2 separate regions of the Danio rerio genome follow, and region 2 is linked to region 1. A link is a contact called in public Micro-C data. All regions are on one chromosome and are shown on one strand. The core of a region is the stretch at or near the end of the contact, and the rest is flanking DNA. Distances in the headings are between cores, read along the strand shown.

What was found. A called contact is a pair of places that touch in the nucleus more often than the background predicts.
Region 2: a contact with region 1 is called in a Micro-C map of caudal fin, with 7 times the contacts expected there. The contact joins the promoter of slc25a38b here to the enhancer-like site in region 1. A contact is called at or near these places in 2 of 18 Hi-C or Micro-C datasets (caudal fin and an unstated tissue).

Annotation. Positions count from the first base shown.
Region 1 is chr6:8,595,955-8,599,218 of GRCz12tu, forward strand. All of the region lies in intron 42 of myh10 (myosin, heavy chain 10, non-muscle), which reads left to right. ubn2a (ubinuclein 2a) reads right to left here. Exons shown (of 16, transcript NM_001080169.1): 15 at 2,033-2,240. Among named protein-coding and RNA genes, the nearest start is that of ubn2a, 24 kb to the right of the region's middle. Within about 2 kb of position 1,722, at least 4 of the 62 cell types and tissues checked have an H3K27ac peak or open chromatin away from gene starts, as enhancers often do.
Region 2 is chr6:8,667,936-8,671,199 of GRCz12tu, forward strand. It overlaps slc25a38b (solute carrier family 25 member 38b), which reads right to left and starts at 1,757. Exons shown (of 9, transcript NM_001202458.1): 1 at 1,568-1,757; 2 at 1,139-1,222; 3 at 907-1,001. The coding sequence starts at 921. It overlaps myh9a (myosin, heavy chain 9a, non-muscle), which reads right to left. Exons shown (of 40, transcript NM_001098177.2): 40 at 2,559-3,264. The region is part of intron 1 of LOC141386178 (a long non-coding RNA gene); the gene reads left to right.

The DNA.
Region 1 (3,264 bases), core at 472-2,971:
TCCAAAAATGCAAATTAATTTTATGCGCAAAACTGGAATATCACATAAAAGACGTGGAAATAAAGCAGCGCTGAAACGAGTCCAAGCAAACAAAATCGCCACTTCCTGATTAACTTACAGCAGATATCAACGAACTGAATTCAAACTGAATTCTTTAATAAATGACTGGCACCTCAGAAGGCAATCCTGACATAGTGAATGTGCGGTGGCGTTTGAGACTCGGAGCACAGATGCTCTTGATTCTGGAGGTCATTAATAATATAATAACACTAATACTCAGTCAAGTTTAGGTGTTTTAGAATGACCAAAACAACATTTCAGATGATTTATAGTGTGCTCAGCCTGCCGGTTTGTCCAATCAGACTTATTTTTATCATCACATGATCCCTCATAACAAAATCACACGACTTTAATGCGCACACTGCAATTTGTTTAGTAAAAGTGCGCATCTTTTGAATAAAAAGTTTATCCTACTCAATTATGCGCTTTTTCAAAATTTATGCGCATCTTGGCGTTTCCATCAACCGTTTTTTATGCACATGCTGGATGGAAACATAACTAATGACTTTCAAATTATTATGAAAGTCCAGCAACCAGCACTCTTCAAAATATGTTTAGAAACTCACAAAAGTTTAAACCACATGAGTGAGAGTAAATGATGTGAGGGTGAACTCTCCCTTACAATTGTACAATTTGGAACACGAGAGTTTGACAGATTTATATCTATCTACATCCATCCCTGTATATCTTGCATTGGTGGAAATATTGATAAAGATAAACATAATTTATATATAATATATCTATACATACATATGGATAGATGTGTATACACACACACACACACACACATATATACATATACATATATATATAGATAGATAGATAGATAGATAGATAGATAGATAGATAGATAGATAGATAGATAGATAGATAGATAGATACAGATGAAGTCAGAATTATTTGCCCCCCTTTAAATTTGTTTTTCTTTTTAAAATATTTCGCAAATGATGTTTAACAGGGCAAGGAAATTTTCACAGTATGTCTGATAATATTTTTTCTTCTAGAGAAAGTTTTATTTGTTTTATTTAGGCTAGAATAAAAGCAGTTTAAATAAAAAAAAAAAAAACATTTTAAGGTAAAATTATTAGCCCCTTTAAGCTAGTTTTTCAATAGTCTACACAGAACAAACCATCGTTATACAATAACTTGCCTAATTACCCTAACCTACCTAGTTTACCTTAATTAACCTAGTTAAGCCTTTAAATGTCACATTAAGCTGTATAGAAGTGTCTTGAAAAATGTCTAGTAAAATATTATTTACTGTCATCATAACAAAGATAAAATAAATCAGTTATTAGAGATGAGTTATTAAAACAATTATGTTTAGAAATGTGTTGACAAAATCTGCTCTCCGTTAAAAAGAAATTGGGGAAAAATAAACAAGGGGGGCGAATAATTCAGGGGGGCTAATAATTCTGACTTTAACTGTATATATATATGTATATAAAAACTAGAAAATATAAATAGCTTTTGAAATAAAATGAAAAACATTTTGACTGCTTAGCAAAGAAAGCAAATCTACCCAAGTGAAAGAATAGCTGCTTATCAGCACACTAAGATTTGGAACAGAGCCGATTATCACAAACAGCGATTGAAACAAGCAAAGGGAAGTACAGAAAGGTGGAGATCAACAACACAAGAGGGCGACAGTGAGCTGAAGGGAGTGAGAGTTTACTGCAGCATTTACCTGAGAAAGCAAGCTGCAAGTGAGGAGGTAGAGCAACCTGAGACCCTGGCTGAAGACTTTTAAACAGATCTGGGGGAGGACAGCAGGACAGGGCAAACACAGAGCACAGAGAGAGATGCACAGCAATCCAGCAGCACACCAACACAGGGGAAGAGAAGAAGGGGATAAAAACAGATTAGGGAGATGCAGAGAAATGCACTACACACGTCTGCTTGCTAGCTATATCACAAACACGGACAACGTCAGCATACGGCCGCGGGAAACATTAAATCTGCACACACTCACTCTGTGCCAGCGTGTATCCTGAGTTGGGGGCGGGTGAAGAGCCCAGGTTACTGCAGCTGGGGACTCCGGGACCTGTGGGGCTGAAGTTGAGGAGCGACGGGAACTGGAAGGGGAGAGAAACAGGCACTAGACCCCCGAGCATCCCAAAACCCAAGGGGAGTGAAGGGGGCACAGAGCCCAACAGGTTACTTCCAGAAGACGGAGACCCCTGCAGGAGAAAAACTTCATTAATGCTTACAATAAAAGAACTGTTCTGACAATAACACATGCAACATTTTCTATTTTTTTGGTACATTCAGACCAATCATAAAGAAAAACTTCACTGTTTTGGGGAAACAAGCTCATTTTACAAGTCACTTAAAGGTCCCATGAAATTAAAATAAAGTTTTGAAGATGTTAGTATCAGTGTTGTTAGTTTAAGATATCGATAAGCTAGTGTGATCCAAAACTGACAAAATTTGCATTAAACCCATAAAATTGCACAGACGTTTCCTATAGGATAATGAGACGATGTACAAGAGTATTTACAAGAGAATTCACTATCAAACTAAAACTTTGTCTGAATTTGCCTGGGTTATGAATAATTACAAGCTTGCCATGAATATATTTTACCTCTCTTATCTCTATACAGAAATCTGAAATGGTCATATATGAACATTAGGCTACAAAATTAGGCTAGTTTTAAAGAATAAATCTTGATAGTAACTTAATCTAGCTCAATTCAGCCTGCTTCCATGCAACTCAGTCATGGTTAAGCCTGGTTTATACTTCTGCGTCGAGTGATCGGCGTGACCCACGGTGCTTGCCTTGCATGTAGTCCAGCATGTATAATTCTGCGTGCTGTTTGTGTTGCTCTGCAATAACACTTCCAAAACGCTAGCTGGCAGTAGGGTTTTATTTTCCTCTGTGTCGAGGTTCTTCACGGGTGTTTTGTTTTTTTCTGAACGCTTCCTTAAAATACAAGTAGCTAAAACTTGTTCGTTCAGAGGCAGGAACCAACAGACGTACAACAAGTTTAAAGGGCCATGAAACCCCCTCGTTTCAGCAGGGTGTTTTCACACCTCTACTTTGGAAAAAGTCAGAAAAGTGGGCGTGTCCAGCTCTGTTTAGGGGGGAGTGTCGGAGGAAGAAAAGAGGCTTGGTGTGGGAGTGTCTATTTGGGCGCGCTGAATTTCAGAGTCAAAACACACACCCACAGCGGACAATGTGACTGTGTTTACATGGACATCTGT
Region 2 (3,264 bases), core at 507-3,006, 72 kb after region 1:
CCCCAGTAGGAGATTCAGCAGCTTAATCCACAAGCTTCCATGCTTGGCGATCTCAGCGCTGCTTTTCCACACTCCTTATCACTGCTTTACACCTAAACGCACATCCGTGGTCTCACTCTCCTCACTCCACCGGATCAAGTGCTTTCAGCACAGCGTGACTCATACAGTCGCCGTTGGCATATGTATATGTGCGTGAGCGTGTGCTTGTGTGGATGTGACAGAGGAAATGTGGGTCATTCATTGGATGCTTGTTTCTTAATATTTCAGTATAGGTTGAGCAGGGTTACACAACAAAGAAAGACTTTAAGATGATGTATGACGTTAAAATGGGTTATGTGCAGGGAAAAGTGACATCACGATGTACACACAATGTCTCAGACTTATCATTAAAACTAAAAAAATGAGACAAAAATTATGAGCTTTTGTTTATAACTTAATATGCAAGACTTTTTGTTTATTTACTACGCCACTGCCATTTAGGGGCTAAAAATGCATACATTAAAAACAGGTTTCTTAATGCATACATGCAGTGTTTTTAGTCATTTTTCTAAATCTGTAAATGTAGATTAATTTAACAACACTGTTTTCAAATGCATCAATGTAAATAAAAAAGTTAAACAATTCGGTGAATTCTGAATGAGTAGATTGTAAACGAGTGCTATTCTCATATCAGCATTAGTGTGTAAGAATTATATTGCAATATACATTTACCTCAGCCCAAACAACATTGACAGCCAGTCATGTTTCTTTCCCCAAAAGAGTGTTGCACATACGAGCATATGTTAATGTTTTATAATCAATCTCTGTGTAGATTTTAATGGAATTAGCATGACATTTAACTACTTATTCTGACAAGCCTGTTGAAACAACCTTCATTTAAAGAAAACTTAAAGAGCACAGACTCACCAGGGCAACTTCCATTGCAGAGGATGATGATGAAGTTTGCACAGAGGAAGAGCTCAACTCCCTCCTTTTAACCTCCTCTATGGCCGTTGTGCTGTCTGATACGTGAAAGAGAAATTGATACATCCCTGATTAAATCATTGCATATCTCGCAAAACTATCCACACAAACTGGTCGTGTATCAAAGCTGGGAAACGCGAGTCTGTCAGACTGACTTCAGTTAAATGTGAATTACCTGTTTGTTAAGGACCGAAGAGAAAGAGTGAATGAGGACTGATCTTCATCATGATTCTGGCTCTTTCTGTGACTCCACACGCAGCTATCAAGTGTACAAAAGAGAAAAGCGACTCATTTAAATACAGTAACAGCCGATTTAATTAAACATTGTATAAAAATGTTCAGCACGGCACTCAAAACGTCAAAAGAAAACACTAAAGCTGATCTGAGTAAAAGCTAATGCTAATTTCTATAGCACGCCGCGTTTATAATATTCTACTACTAACTGATTTTATATAGATTTGTGCTCAAATACAAAACTGTGAAGAAACACACAGAAAGCTTGAAAATGAGGCGATGCAACACGCGTCAGCTGATTCCTGTCAGTTTTAGCCGGTAAGGCTAACAGTCACCGTGACACCAACATAACCAACAAACATCAACTTACACACTATTGTTTCGTTTTCCAGTGTCTGAAACTGCGTATTGACGTTTCAAGCAGTTAATATGTGTTAAAGGCGCTGGGAAAATGCCGGTAAAAAGCAGATGTACGTTACAACAGTTTCAATATCACATTGCTCAGCGGAGAAGACCGTGAGCTGCGAGTTTGGAGTTACGCTTGCGCAGAAAAGTTCTGCGTAGTTTGCGTAACTGCAGTCTACTTTTTGCGTAGTCTCCAATCCAACGGGCAAAAACCGGTTTGAGCTCGATTATTCCAGCGTTGCCGGTGACACGTGCTCAGGGGAAAGACACTTGATGCGCGCGGCCCGGTGCCCCCCACTGGAACACAGAGGTAAATGTGTTTCCAACCCTGAAAAATTAAACTACATCTTATTTTTAATAAATCTTTACTATATACATTTGTGACATAAAATATAAACTCTAAATGTGCACATATAACTAAAGACTGGACTTCTTTAACGTTACTTGCGGAATATATATATATATATATATATATATATATATATATATATATATATATATATATAATACACAGATCACTATATATATTAAGCAAATTAGTATGAAGCAGTTAAACAGCTAGTCTTTAACAAAACACTGCAGTAATCTAGAAAAACAAAGAGGTAAAAACTCAGGGGGTAGGGGTCAACATAGTGGCTCAGTGGTTAGCACGGCAAGAAGGTCACTGGTTCGAGTCCCAGCTGGATTAGGCTTTTGTGTGTGAAGTTTGAAAGTTCTCCATGTGTTTGGATTGCTCTGGTTTCCCCCACAGTCCAAAGACATGCGCTATAGCTGAATTGAATAAACTAAATTGGACATAGTGGATGAGTGTGTGTGGATGCTGACTGGGTTGCAGCTGAAAGGGCATCTGCTGTGTAAAACATGTGGGGATAGGTTGGTGGTTCATTCTGCTATGGTGACTGACTGATAAATAAAGAAACTAAGCTGGAGAAAAATGAATGAATGAATCAACTGGGTACAAAAGACAAAGCTTTATTCAGATGCAATGGAACATGTGAAGTGAGAAATACATTTTCAATTGTTGCAAATACAGTAATTCCACTACCAATGCACAGAGTTTGACAATTTATAGGCATATCATGATTTCTTCTATCGAACTAAGGTGATTTCAAGAAAAATTGTGTATCATGCAGCAAATACTATTGGGATAAAAGCAGCACGTATGTAAATTCATGGAAAAGAACCAACAATAACAGTTTGAGTATAAATGTAAAAACTACAACCCACCACCTTAAGTGTGAAACTCCAAACATCATGAATGGATTAGAAACGGTTTGCAGTAAGTACACAAGTCCTGAGTGAGAACTCAAATCATTAACAATACCTTTAATAAAATTAAGGCAAACTGTCCAAAATAACTTTTAAAACGGGTGGAAAAGTGCAGTGAAACTACCAGGAAAAGGCTTATTGGTGCTGAAGTGCTCTTGAAACAAAACGGCTGCAAGATAAATCTCTTTGGCTGATTGTTGATATTTCTGCAAATCCTAGATTATGTAGTATTTCAAAAAGGTAATGTCTTTCCATTATAAAAAAATTATTTATTTTGAAAATGTATAAACACTTTGTCTCTCATGTGAAATATAAATAGCCGATATTTATTGAATGCATTGTAAGGCAGCTGTCAACAGGGTAAGGACAGAACAGGCCGAATGAAACATTTCA